Linked DNA regions of Drosophila melanogaster: region 2 is linked to region 1. Evidence: chromatin contacts called from public Hi-C data. All regions are on one chromosome and are shown on one strand. The core of a region is the stretch at or near the end of the contact, and the rest is flanking DNA. Distances in the headings are between cores, read along the strand shown. Region 1 holds the start of Ns4 (Nucleostemin 4). Region 2 holds the start of eEF2 (eukaryotic translation elongation factor 2).

What was found. Hi-C and Micro-C count contacts between places; a contact is called where the count stands out from the background.
Region 2: a contact with region 1 is called in a Hi-C map of the Kc167 cell line, with 2.4 times the contacts expected there. A contact is called at or near these places in 3 of 107 Hi-C or Micro-C datasets (the Kc167 cell line, the ML-DmBG3-c2 cell line and eye imaginal disc).

The regions. Positions count from the first base shown.
Region 1 is chr2L:20,751,078-20,753,960 of dm6, forward strand. It overlaps Ns4 (Nucleostemin 4), which reads left to right and starts at 1,399. Exons shown (of 4, transcript NM_136211.4): 1 at 1,399-1,613; 2 at 1,704-2,032; 3 at 2,097-2,883. The coding sequence starts at 1,535. It overlaps Amacr (Alpha-methylacyl-CoA racemase), which reads right to left and starts at 1,264. Exons shown (of 2, transcript NM_001273709.1): 1 at 1,012-1,264; 2 at 1-938. The coding sequence starts at 1,119.
Region 2 is chr2L:21,680,671-21,683,553 of dm6, forward strand. eEF2 (eukaryotic translation elongation factor 2) reads right to left here and starts at 1,446. Exons shown (of 5, transcript NM_165394.3): 1 at 1,369-1,446; 2 at 674-888; 3 at 87-614. The coding sequence starts at 1,371. It also overlaps sncRNA:254.

The DNA of each region.
Region 1 (2,883 bases), core at 149-2,648:
AGTTCGTCCATCCACTCCACCTGCGCACCATCAGTTGCCTTGGGCAACTTTCCCGGAGTTCTGCTTAGGACTGGAGCAGGACGTGGCGTCGCTGTATCCTCAGTCACCTCGAACGAATTCCTCTGTATATTGTGATCGTGTCTGTGAACCTCGCGGTAATCCAGAACGGGATAGACACAGGCGTCGACATCCTCAAATATTTGCGACCATTCAGCTTGGGTCTTGGAGAGGAAAGCCTCAGTCAAAAGCTTTCTTCCTCGAACCTGATGCTCCTCGCCAAACTGACTGACATCTTCGGGCAGTTCCAAGCGCTGTTTTAGCATCTCAAAGAACTGCGGTTCCAGGGCGCCCACGGACATGTAGCGACCGTCTTTGGTTTCGTACGTGTCGTAAAAGAATGATCCACCATCGACGAGGTTGTCACCGCGCTCCCTCCCCCAAATAACCAGATTCCTGGACATAAACAGCCAACTGGCCACATAGGCAGCTCCCTCGACCATCGAGGCATCCACTACTTGGCCTTTTCCCGACCTGTGGCGCTCCAAGAGGGCAAGGCAAATTCCCAGAGCGCACATCAAACTGCCGCCAGCGAAATCGGCCAGAATATTAATGGGTGCAGTGACCTTTTCGTGGCGCCTGCCCAGCATGGAAAGTACTCCCGATAAGGCCGCGTAGTTGATGTCGTGTCCCGCCCGTTGCGCCAGTCTTCCATGCTGGCCAAAGCCGGTGAGGCGGGCATAAATCAGGCGGGGATTGGCTGTGCACAAGTCGGTGGGACCCAGATTTAGTTTCTCCATTACTCCCGGTCGAAAAGGTTCGATGAGCACATCGCACTTCTTGACCAGCCTTTGCACCGCTTGCTGACCTTTCGGGTTCTTCAGATCCAGGCAAAGTGTGCGCTTTCCCTGCTGCAGTACATCCAAAGGGTTTTCCATCACCTGAACGAGATGGGAACATGGATTCAAATTCGGCGATCGGAGTTGTATTGAATTTAACGCCCAGTTTGTTTACCTTGTCGATGCGGGTGACTGTGGCCCCAAAGTCGGTTAGAATCTTCCCACAAAACGGTCCTGGTGCTAAACCCACGAATTCGAGTACCCTGATGCCTTTAAGTGGCATCTTTGGAGGAGTTTTGATGCGAAAAGTAACAAGAAAATTAAGTGCACTTTGAACGGCATTGCAGCAGAGATGCCAACTTGTAGGTGATTTTTTCTAATCTCACGAGACAAGGAGTCGAATGAAATAACTTTAACCTGCACCTCCTGTCTCTGCATGTATTTTTTTTGTTTTTGATAAAAATTAATCTTGATAACAAGAAATGTACCAGTGAAAGTTTTATTTATTTTCGTGACTTAACTGTCGAGCTCGACAACCCGGTGCTCTCGGTGCTGCCAACTGGTGTGAAACTTTTAATTCGCAAAAGGGAAAAGCCGCAACAACATTCAATCCCAATTAACTACAACTAACAGTTGGCCACCGCTGCTGGACGAAACCAAATTGACCGGGAGTGAGACCAGGACGTGACCCAAAAACGATGCCACAGCAACGGCGCAAGGTGGCCTTTAGCGGCAAGAAGAAGAAGGACCAGATGTTGCAAAAGCGCAACACAAAAGGTGAGAAAACCGAGATTGTGTGCCCACCTGTGAAAAGGGGCGTAAGGCTGGAAAATCGAAGCGGATGACTAACAATTGTTACGCCGGCAGGTCCCCCAAAGTATCTGAGGAGCACGCAGGAGTCGTATGAGGACAGCGATGTGCCGGAAACGACCAGGAAACTCATGGAGCAGCCTTTTGCGCGCGGCGGAAACCGAAACAAGAACGTCAATCGCTATAATTTGCAATTCTACCAGGAGGGCAAAAAGGAACTGGAGCAAATGAAACAAGAGGGCTTTAAACCGTTCGAGAAACTCAGTCCCGCTCAGCGGGAAGTGGACGACCGATACTTTGCCGGCTGCGACTTCCCAGTTCGTCCACCTTGGACGCTAACGGAGTCCAAGGAAGAGCTTGATCGCACCGAGAATCGCTACTTTAAGGTAGGTCAGTCTACTGGCGGCTTGGTTTATAATATTAACATATCCATTAATAATCTTTTGTCAGGAATACGTGGACGAGCTGCAGAAAAAGCAGCGTGCTGGAGATTCGAAGGAGCTTTCGCTGTTTGAGCTGAATCTGGAAACCTGGCGTCAGCTATGGCGTGTCCTGGAGTTCTCGGACATCCTGCTGATCATTGTGGACGTGCGCTATGCCACGCTGATGTTTCCACCCTCCCTGTACGACTATATTATCAACACGCTAAAGAAACATGCGATAGTGGTGTTCAACAAGGTGGATCTAGTCGAACCGCATGCGGTGGTGGCTTGGAGGCAATACTTCCGCGACCGTTACCCCCAGCTACCAGTGGTGCTCTTTGCATCCTTCCTCCCCCGATCCCGCAAAGGAAGTCAACGTGGTCCACAGGCTCATCGCAGGAGTATGGAAGGAGTGTATAATATCTACAAGGAATGCCAGCGCTATGTCCAAGGAGAGGTGGATCTAACAACCTGGGAGCAGAAGATACGAGAGGACATGCGTAGTGATCAGCTTGACATCCTGGATGAAATATCAACGGCCGTGGAGGGTGAACTCAAGATCAGCAGCAGCATCGACACCACGCCCCACGAGCACGTTAAATATCACAGTGGGGTCCTGACCATTGGCTGCATTGGATTTCCCAATGTCGGAAAGTCGTCGCTGATCAATGCCTTAAAGGGACGCAAGGTGGTCAGCGTTAGTCGCACGCCCGGACATACGAAGCACTTTCAGACAATTTTCCTCACCCCACTTGTTCGCCTCTGTGATTGTCCCGGTCTAGTCTTTCCCTCGAGTACTCCCAAAAGCCTGCAAG
Region 2 (2,883 bases), core at 196-2,695, 930 kb after region 1:
TCTTTCAAGAAGCCGCCCGCTAAGCGCCACACGTTTTGTGGTAGAAGTTTGAAAACATTTACAAACAAACTTGAGACATGACTCACCGGTTCATTAGCTTGACAACATCAATCTTGAATTTCTCGGAGTACATCTCAGAGAACTGCTTGAGGGTGAACGCCCAGCCGTGAAGCCCAGAACCGAAGCCCACTGATCCCTTAGAGGGATCCACGCGAACCTCACCCATCGGTCCTCCGTCATCGTTATAGGTGGCAATGATAACGTTTACGTTCTCGACGATGCGCTGGAAGGTCTGGTACAGCTCCTCGGCATCTAGTTGCAGCTCAAGCAGAGCGCGGTCCATTTTGTTCATGAATAGGATGGGCTTAATACGCTCAGCGATGGCCTGACGCAGCACGGTTTCGGTCTGGACACAAACTCCGGAGACGCAGTCTACAACAACGAGTGCACCGTCGGTTACACGAAGGGCGGCGGTCACCTCCGAGGAGAAGTCAACGTGACCGGGCGAGTCGATCAAGTTGATCAGGAAACCCTTGCACTCCTTCTCGCGCTGATCGGGGTGGGTAATGAACACCAGATCCTTTTCCTCCACCTCAAAGTACATGGAAATGGCACTGCAATAATGAAAGGCGGATTAAAAAAGCCGTGGGTGCTGGAACATGACTGGTCTTACGTCGACTTGATGGTAATGCAGCGCTCCTGCTCGTCCTTGCGGGTGTCAGTGAAACGAGTCTCACCAGCCTTGGCTCCGGCAATGATACCAGCCTTCGACACAAGGGAATCGGTCAGAGTGGACTTGCCGTGGTCTACGTGGGCAATCACAGACATGTTGCGGATGTTCCGCTTCTTGTCCATGAGGCCACGGATCTCGTCGACGGTGAAGTTGACCTGTAAAATAAATAAGGCATCGTTATGTACATATTATAACGAGTTTCCACTCGATCTATACACAGTGCTGATTTAAAAATGGCGTCCATACACACACTAAGTCTTCACAGTCGTGCAAAGGTCTTTGAGGTTAGATAAGAACTAAAAACCACAAATCACTCACTCGCGAGTATGGGCATCGATAAATATAGCAATATACATCTATTCCTTGGGTATTTCACAACAAGCACCAAACAGGATCACATTCTAGCCAAATTTCAATAGAAAATTGCATACGTCATTCCTAGTCTTTGTCTTGCATTTCACCATAATGCACACACACACAACAAGCAAACGTGAAAATATGTGGACACATCATTTCACCAAGTAATGGTTGAGACATCTGCACTTTTTGCACTGGGCATTAAAGATATTAATGCAGGTCGCCTCTAGGCCTTTTCTGTAGATATGGGGCTATTATTTCTGACTTTGGGCACCTACCATTTTGGATGTATGGAGATTTTCTCGCGGACCAAAAAAACACTACGCCTTTCAACGGCGTTTCGACAGGAAAGAGCGAGGCGCTGCAGCGACCATAGAGCTGGGACAATTCTTGATATTTTCGATAGTCGGAACCAGTAGTTGATCGATAGTAGTTCACGTGACAGATTCATCAGATAGTTATTTTGCATGTTTACTTTATAGTTTTTAAACTTTTATTTTACAGAATGACGTTTTCGTAATTTTCCACGTAATTTTCCGCGTCGAAATCGTGGTTGTTTATATAGCCATAAATAAATATTGCTAAGCACTATTATTAATTTACATACATCCGCTTAAATTTCTTCTAAATTATTTTTCTTAAAAATAATCTAATCTATATATATATATTTCTTTATCGCTTAAACTATCTTATGAAAAATAAACTTTAAGTGAAAGCTAGTTATATTCTCATTTGCTCATAGATGCCGAGCCTTTAAAGTTAACGACTTATGATAGTTTCGATCAAACGGCATTTCGAAATTCTACGCACGCAGTAATATTTAAAGTATAGCAAGCGAGAACGCTATCGTCGATTTTTACGACTATTAGATACCCATTACATAGCTAATGCGATTCTCTAGGAAAATATTTAAAAATTTTGTTGGCGTTGCGGTAGGAATTAAAAAAAGGTTTGAATTGTGGGCTTGAAAACTTATTGAGGTTTGTAGGTGTAAGAGTGGGTCACGCCACGGCATATCGACAGAAATTTGGCAGACAAATAATAAAACGAAAAAAATCAAGAGATCCGAAAGTCAAATTTTCCGACAAGAAGTTTCAAAATTTGTAAAAAATGCGGTGGAAGGTCATGGCGTAAGTGTTTTTGGTATTCATTATACCCGCTACTCGTAGAGTATAAGGATATCGTTTGTTCGTTGAATGGTATGTAACAGGCAGAAGGAAGCGTTTCCAACCATATTGCTCAGGATCAATAGCCGAGTCGATCTAGCCATGTCCATGTGTCCGCCTATCCGTATGAACGTTGAGATCTCAGGAGCTATAAAAACTAGAAGGCTGAGATGCCCACTCTAACGCCCTAAAACCGCACCATTAACCATTTTTCCAAATTTGTTCATAATTTTATTAGTCTTGTAAATTTCTATCGATTTGCCAACAACAAGATAATTATTTTATAAATTATGAAATATGGCGTTCGCATTCACACTAGATAAGTAATGGGTGTTTGATACTCAGGGAACTCTACTATAGCGTTCTCTCTTCTCTCCTTTTGCTCTAGCGTCACTTGAAACTTTCGAATTAGACGGCCTCATGTCACCTCTGAGTTCAGGTTCGTATCATTGATAAAGCAGCCTTGGAAACTCTACTCTACTGTACCCTATTCTCCACTTGCGATCCCGCTTATATCAGATATTTTATTTTTTCTAAAAAACGTGGAAAACTAACCAGGAACTAGAGATATTGGTCAATTGAAAGGAGGACAACAGTTGAATATTTTCAACCCGGGGAAGACAGAAC